Regions from separate parts of the Mus musculus genome. Here region 2 is linked to region 1. Evidence: chromatin contacts called from public HiChIP or PLAC-seq data. All regions are on one chromosome and are shown on one strand. Each heading gives the region's core, a stretch centred on a gene start, on an enhancer-like site or on the middle of the called end of the contact. The rest is flanking DNA. Distances are from core to core; before and after follow the strand shown. Region 1 holds the start of Fam131a (family with sequence similarity 131, member A). Region 2 has its middle 22 kb from the start of Gm16863.

What was found. HiChIP or PLAC-seq counts read pairs in DNA pulled down with a chosen protein or histone mark.
Region 2: an HNF4G HiChIP or PLAC-seq map of pancreatic cancer cells shows a contact between it and region 1. The contact joins the enhancer-like site here to the promoter of Fam131a in region 1. A contact is called at or near these places in 3 of 39 promoter capture datasets (the 3T3-L1 cell line, cranial neural crest and hippocampal neurons), 1 of 115 datasets of contacts at active chromatin or transcription factors (pancreatic cancer cells) and 1 of 9 other capture datasets (embryonic stem cells).

Annotation. Positions count from the first base shown.
Region 1 is chr16:20,693,692-20,696,574 of GRCm38.p6, reverse strand. Fam131a (family with sequence similarity 131, member A) reads right to left here and starts at 1,518. Exons shown (of 6, transcript NM_133778.2): 1 at 1,398-1,518; 2 at 694-836. The coding sequence starts at 1,485.
Region 2 is chr16:21,317,558-21,320,440 of GRCm38.p6, reverse strand. No RefSeq gene overlaps it. Among named protein-coding and RNA genes, the nearest start is that of Gm16863, 22 kb to the right of the region's middle. Within about 2 kb of position 1,395, at least 69 of the 459 cell types and tissues checked have an H3K27ac peak or open chromatin away from gene starts, as enhancers often do.

The DNA.
Region 1 (2,883 bases), core at 269-2,768:
AGGGTCAGAGTTAAATCCATATGGACTCCTAACTCCATCCTGTACCTGACTTAACGGTCCCTTGATAAGCCCCAGCAAATGTTTTCCTATGCTGAATATAACTGAAGCACACACCCCCTTCCCAGCATTACCTAATTCTCCTCCATTATGGTTGGTTCCAATTGGCACAAGCGGCCTCCACCTGCCCCTTGACCTCAGGCCCATCCTCCGTCCCTCTCCTTCAGTACCTGACTGACAGGGCCTCCAGATTGGCGCCGATAGCCTCTGGCCAGGCCTGTGGGAAGGGGAACCTGGCGGGTGTTTCCTGGCCGGCTCTCCCTCCCTCCCCTCTCTTCCCCCAGCCGGGGCCATCCATGCCCAGCGACGCTCCGCGCAGCTGCGGCCCTGGCCCAAAGAAAAAGGTGTATATCTCCCTGGCAACCCATCACCATGCAACAGGGTCTCCCGGGATACGGCCTGGGATGCGCTGACGTCAGCACCGAAGGCGCTAGCAAGCCAGCCCGCTGGCACCACGCCGAGCAGAGCAGACCGGCGCGGGGGCGGCCTGCCGGATAGCGCCTCCGCTAGCAGGAAAAAAGAGCCCGAAGCAGGATGGTGAGGCAGGAACGGGGAGGGGTCACACGAACCCTCAATGTGAACGCCACCCCCACCCCCACCCCCCGCCGCCAAACATGCACAGAAAAGGCGCAGCACCTCTGGCAAGTCCTGGCTGTCCACGGAAGAAGGACGGGGGGACCGACTCCAGCCTCGGAGAGTTCGAGCAGATCCCAGGGAGGACAGAGAGAGACCTCGAGGGAGTTCGATCCACTCCACAGCCCAGGCAGGGTCCGAAGCCACTGAGGAGTCGGGAGGGAACGGTGTTCATCTGCATTCCCACTTCTACCAAGACTGCCATTTTCACCGTGCTGCCGTGTCATTTTTTATTACCCCTCCCCCATCTCGCAGACAATCTGAGTTCACGCACATAACTCTCCTGAAACCCCCTATCCCACAACTGACTGTGGCATCCCTAAGGACACCTTCCTCTACAACTATTTTGCCATCAGAACTTACGTTACTCATACCCAAATATGAGTAACCCCTGACCTCTCCGCCCGCATCTCAACCCTTGAAAAGTGCATGAAATTTGCCCACCAGCACTGGCCCCCTCTCACTCTCCTTCTCCCCAGGATTCTTTCCTCTCACCAATCTCAACTGGGCTATCACTCCCAACAAACCCATGATTTTTCTAAGTTTCACCCTTGTAAGTCATTACCTAATGGCCCCAACCCGAGTCTCTCCCTTTCAGTCTGCTTCCCAATATCTAAACCAGAGAGAGTTTCCTCTCCACACCTGGTGTTCCTTTTTGCTCAGTTTCCCATCGCTTCCCAGATCACATCCATGATCTCTGCTCTCACCTCTGCGACTTGTCTGACAAGTCCATCGTCCTCCAGGCCCTTCGCGCTGCCACAGAAACATTTTGCCCAGCACAGAAATCATAGGCATGCTGGCTGTGTTGATGCAGAGAGCCCAAAGCCTGAACTGCTTCAGGCCCAGCTCCCAGTTCTATTCTTGTTTTGGCTCCGGATGCTGAGCCAGTCCCCTCCCCACTTGGAACTTATGCCTAGTCACATAAGGAGAACACTCCTGTCTCATAGCTTTGAGGAAGTGGGAGTGCCAGGGACCTCGCCAAGTTCTCTGGCTTGTGGGGCTGAGGCTCATCTTAGCTTACACAGTGCCAACTGGCCACGTACATCACAACTAACCTTTTAGCTGGAGCAGACGTCTCTGTCCCTGGGCCTCAGCCAGTTGGTGGTCCCCAGAAATGCTACCAACCAGAAAGAAAACAGGTTACTGGCTATGCCAGACGCCTACCTGGTACTCAAGGCCAGTCCTGAGGTCAGTCACACTCTTCCCTGACTACAGGAGAGGATGACTTCCTGAACTCCGTGCAGACCAGGAGTCAGAGCGCCCTGCCACTTCTTCTTTTTTTTTTTTTTTCGAGACAGGGTTTCTCTGTGTAGCCCTGGCTGTCCTGGAACTCACTTTGTAGACCAGGCTGGCCTCAGAAATCCACCTGCCTCTGCCTCCAGAGTGCTGGGACTAAAGGCGTGCGCCACCACGCCCGGCTGCCTTGCCACTTCTTAAATTCATAACCCACGAGGTTATTTCTGGGACTACAAATCCCAGAATTTAAGGGAAGTCCACATTTCAGCCAGAGTTTACTTGTAAAAGACCTCAAACATCAACCATACTAATGCTTTGTGTGATTGACCACCTGCTTGGAGATCCCAGGACCCATTCCGAACTAATTCCTTGACACAGGAGGTAGGCTGGCTGACCTAGAGCTAAAGTGCTTCTCTCCTCACCCCACCGCCCCCGACCACATACATGTTTTCATGGAAAAGAAGGCCTGAGCAGGGCTCAGCGGCTATAGGAAGACCTGGACTTTTTCTGCTCGGAATAAGTGTGATTTGTTTTGTTTGTTTGTTTTGTTTTGTTTGGGGGGGGGGTAATAGGAATAAAATTATCTGTGAGCGTGAGAGGTTATCAATTTGCTCACAGATGCTCCACCTGGGGCTTCCGACCCTTTAATCAACCAGCTGGGAGACGCTCTGAGCAAGTGTTAGGCAAAAACTAGCGTTCGGTGGGGTACTTGGCCAGCATTTGCAAACTGACTCCTGAGGATGAGAGCACCCAGGTAGGAGAGGCAGGTTCACAGCAAAGAGCCACTCCTAAGACACTGAGATCAGAGAGGTAGGTGTAGGCAATGAAGTATGTATATACAAAAGGCTAGTTGCCTGGAGCCCGGGAAGGTGGGGGCCGCAGGTTGGCCTGCGGCTCCCAGGCTGTGCCCCCGCAGCCACTCTCAGCAGCAGGAATACAGGCAAAAGGCAGAAGGTG
Region 2 (2,883 bases), core at 146-2,645, 620 kb before region 1:
AAATCTACAGTTATGTCTGAGTCCTCCTCATCCATGGCCCAAATGCTCCCTGATGCTCAGAGGGCTTCTAAAAGGCTTGACTGGGGCAAGAGAGTTAACTCAGGCTAAGAGCATTTGATGCTCTTCCAAAGGACCAGCACCCACATGGCAACTCACAACTGTCTGTAACTCCAGTTCCCGGGCATGTGACACACAGAGATACACGCTGGCAAAACACCAATGCACATTGAATAGATAAATAAATAAAAGTTTGACTCAAGTTTAGAAAGAAAGCTGAGGAATGGGGTTCTGGGGTCAATTACTAGCTATGTGACCTCAAGGTAGACACTTACCCTTGCTCTTTTCAAGAACCAAACTTAGGAGGAGGGCAGAAGGCCACTCCCATGTCAGCCCTGTTCAGCCCTGTCCTGGCACTGCCTCTGTAAAGCCTGGGTCTGTGGGAGTGAGCGGCTCGCTGGAGTGCGCTGAGCCCTCAAAATACCTTGCTTTAAAGACCAGCAGGAGTGGGTGTTGCCCTGTCTGGGTTGTGGGCTTCTTCAGGGGCTCACAGAAAGGCTGGTGAGTGAGAAATGAAGACCTAAAAGAACAAACCTCACCAAGACGGCTTCCTAAAGTGTCACCTGGCCATCTGGGTCTTAAGGAGGGCATGTCTTTATTGTATTTTTTTTTTCTTTAAATAAATTGAAGCTTTTCTTTTTAAAATTTTTTATTTATTTTTTAATTTTATGTCCATTGGTGTTTTGACTGCATGTATGTCGGTGTGAAGGGTGTCAGATCCCCTGGAACAGGAGTTTACAGACGGTTGTGAGCTGTCACGTGGGTGTTCTTAACCACTGAGCCATCTCTCTATCCCTTGATGCTTTTCTTGGCTCCTAATGCTTGGGGCTAGCCCTGACAGTCTCCAACAGAACTGAAAGAACTCTCTCAACAGCCTCTGCTCATTCACTCATTTAGACGACACCACATGCTGGGCTGGAAAGCAAAGGCTATGAACTGTGAAGTGGCCAGACTTGGGCGTTGATAAGCACATTGCTATTCTGAGACCATCAAGAGAATTCTGCCGATGTCATTGAGAAGGTACCAGCTCAATCCAGGAAGGAACAAGGAAACACACAGTTGCCACATTTGACTCTGCTCACACACTACACTACCAGTGTGCCTAGCCCTCTAGGCCAGCAGTATCTGTAAGCCTCGTGGCAGTCTGCTTGCCAGCTCCAGTCCACCTAACTTGTCCCAGAGAATCTTTGTCCACTGGCTCCTTTCCTACCCACAAATTCCTTTGTCCAGCATTTCCAGAAGTTTCTTCAGGAAAAGCTCCCCACGAGTTCTAGCTGTCCCCCTCCCTGCTGCCAGTTCTATAAAGCAAGCTGACTCCTGTGGGAGTTTTACATTTTGGGGAAGTGTGATTCATGGGGAAAGAACTCTTTCTAACCTCTGCTTTGACCCCCAAAACCTGTGGCTAATCCCGAGTGATCTAAATCTCACAAAGCTCATAAGTAGAGGAGCCACCCGGCATTGAGCTGTGAAGAAGGGCCTCTGGCCAGCCAGCCCTTGCCTTCCCACTGGCACCAACGGCCTTCCCCTGAAACCCTGCACTCTGTTGGCAGCTCCTTCTAGGACCCGCAGCCCAGAGCCCCTGGCTGGAAGGGATGTTTGCCAGACCTCGGGTGGCCAGCCAGTCCATAGCCGGGCCCAGAATCCCTGCCTCTCTGGTCCTGGCAAGAAACACCTCGGTTGAACAAGCAAGAGAAAAGCTGAGAAACAGGCATCTAAAAGACCTCATTCTTGATGGGAGAAACAGTGGGACAGAAACACACTTGTGAGTTAAGATGGGCAGTCTGAAGAAGTTATGTCCACCGTAGACATGACTGCCACAGACCTGACTCAGACTGAGGCATCTGGAAGTTTCCCTGCAAAATATAGAAGTCAAATCCATTTCTCCTCCCCATGCAAACAGTGCTTTGAGGAACTAATGTTATGAGCAACAGGTATGATATGATTGTTCCGTACACAGCATGCCTCTCCCATAGTAACCAAGGAGGCAATGTCTGTACAACGCTTTGCACGGTGCCTGACATGTCATTTTATAAGTACAGTCACACTAGGATAGGAAGCAGCAGGCAGAGAACTGTATTCAGTCCAGAACCTTGTCTGAGAGGTCTGCCTGTTGCACCCTGGGGCCTGGGAGACCAGGCACTAGGGTTTCACACCAGGAAGTTGACTGGCTGTGCCGGACATTTGTGTTGCTGCTGCTGCTGCTGAAAATAGAGCCTCTGTGCAGCTGGTCCCTGGGCGAAGGGAAGGGCAGTGGCAAAATTTAACTGATGGTGGCTTCAGAACACACAGATGGGTATATCCCCCATCCCCCATGCATCCCCATGCCCGCCTCTGCCACTGCTTCCCATGACAATTTGGAAATCAGAGGCTCTTAAAACAAGTTTTCAGTGCCCCCACCCCCACTTCCACTCCACTGATAAGTAGGCAGCCCTGAGCCATTTCTCCCTGAGGCAGGAGCATAATGAAATAGGCTAGGGGCCATCGGGTCCTCTGATTTTAGCCAGTCTGTACTGGGCCATGCATTCTATCAGGGTGCTAACAAGGCCCCTTGGTTTAGACTCAAGACAGAAGAGGGAGTTCCCATTGTGTGCTCAAGAGTGAGGGTGGTAAACTACTTCCTGGTAAACCTTTCCTGAGATTTCCCCCTCCCTTCTCCCACCCCCACTCCCATGACTGGGCTACACAGAAGAGAGATGAGGCAGGGGACTTTGTTTTCTGTCCCGAAGGTTGAGTTTGGCTTTTGGAGAGGAGTGAGCTGTGTCCTGCCAAAGGCCACCTAATGGTGCAGGTGCAGAGCTAGCAAAGCGCCGCACGCTTGAGCCAACT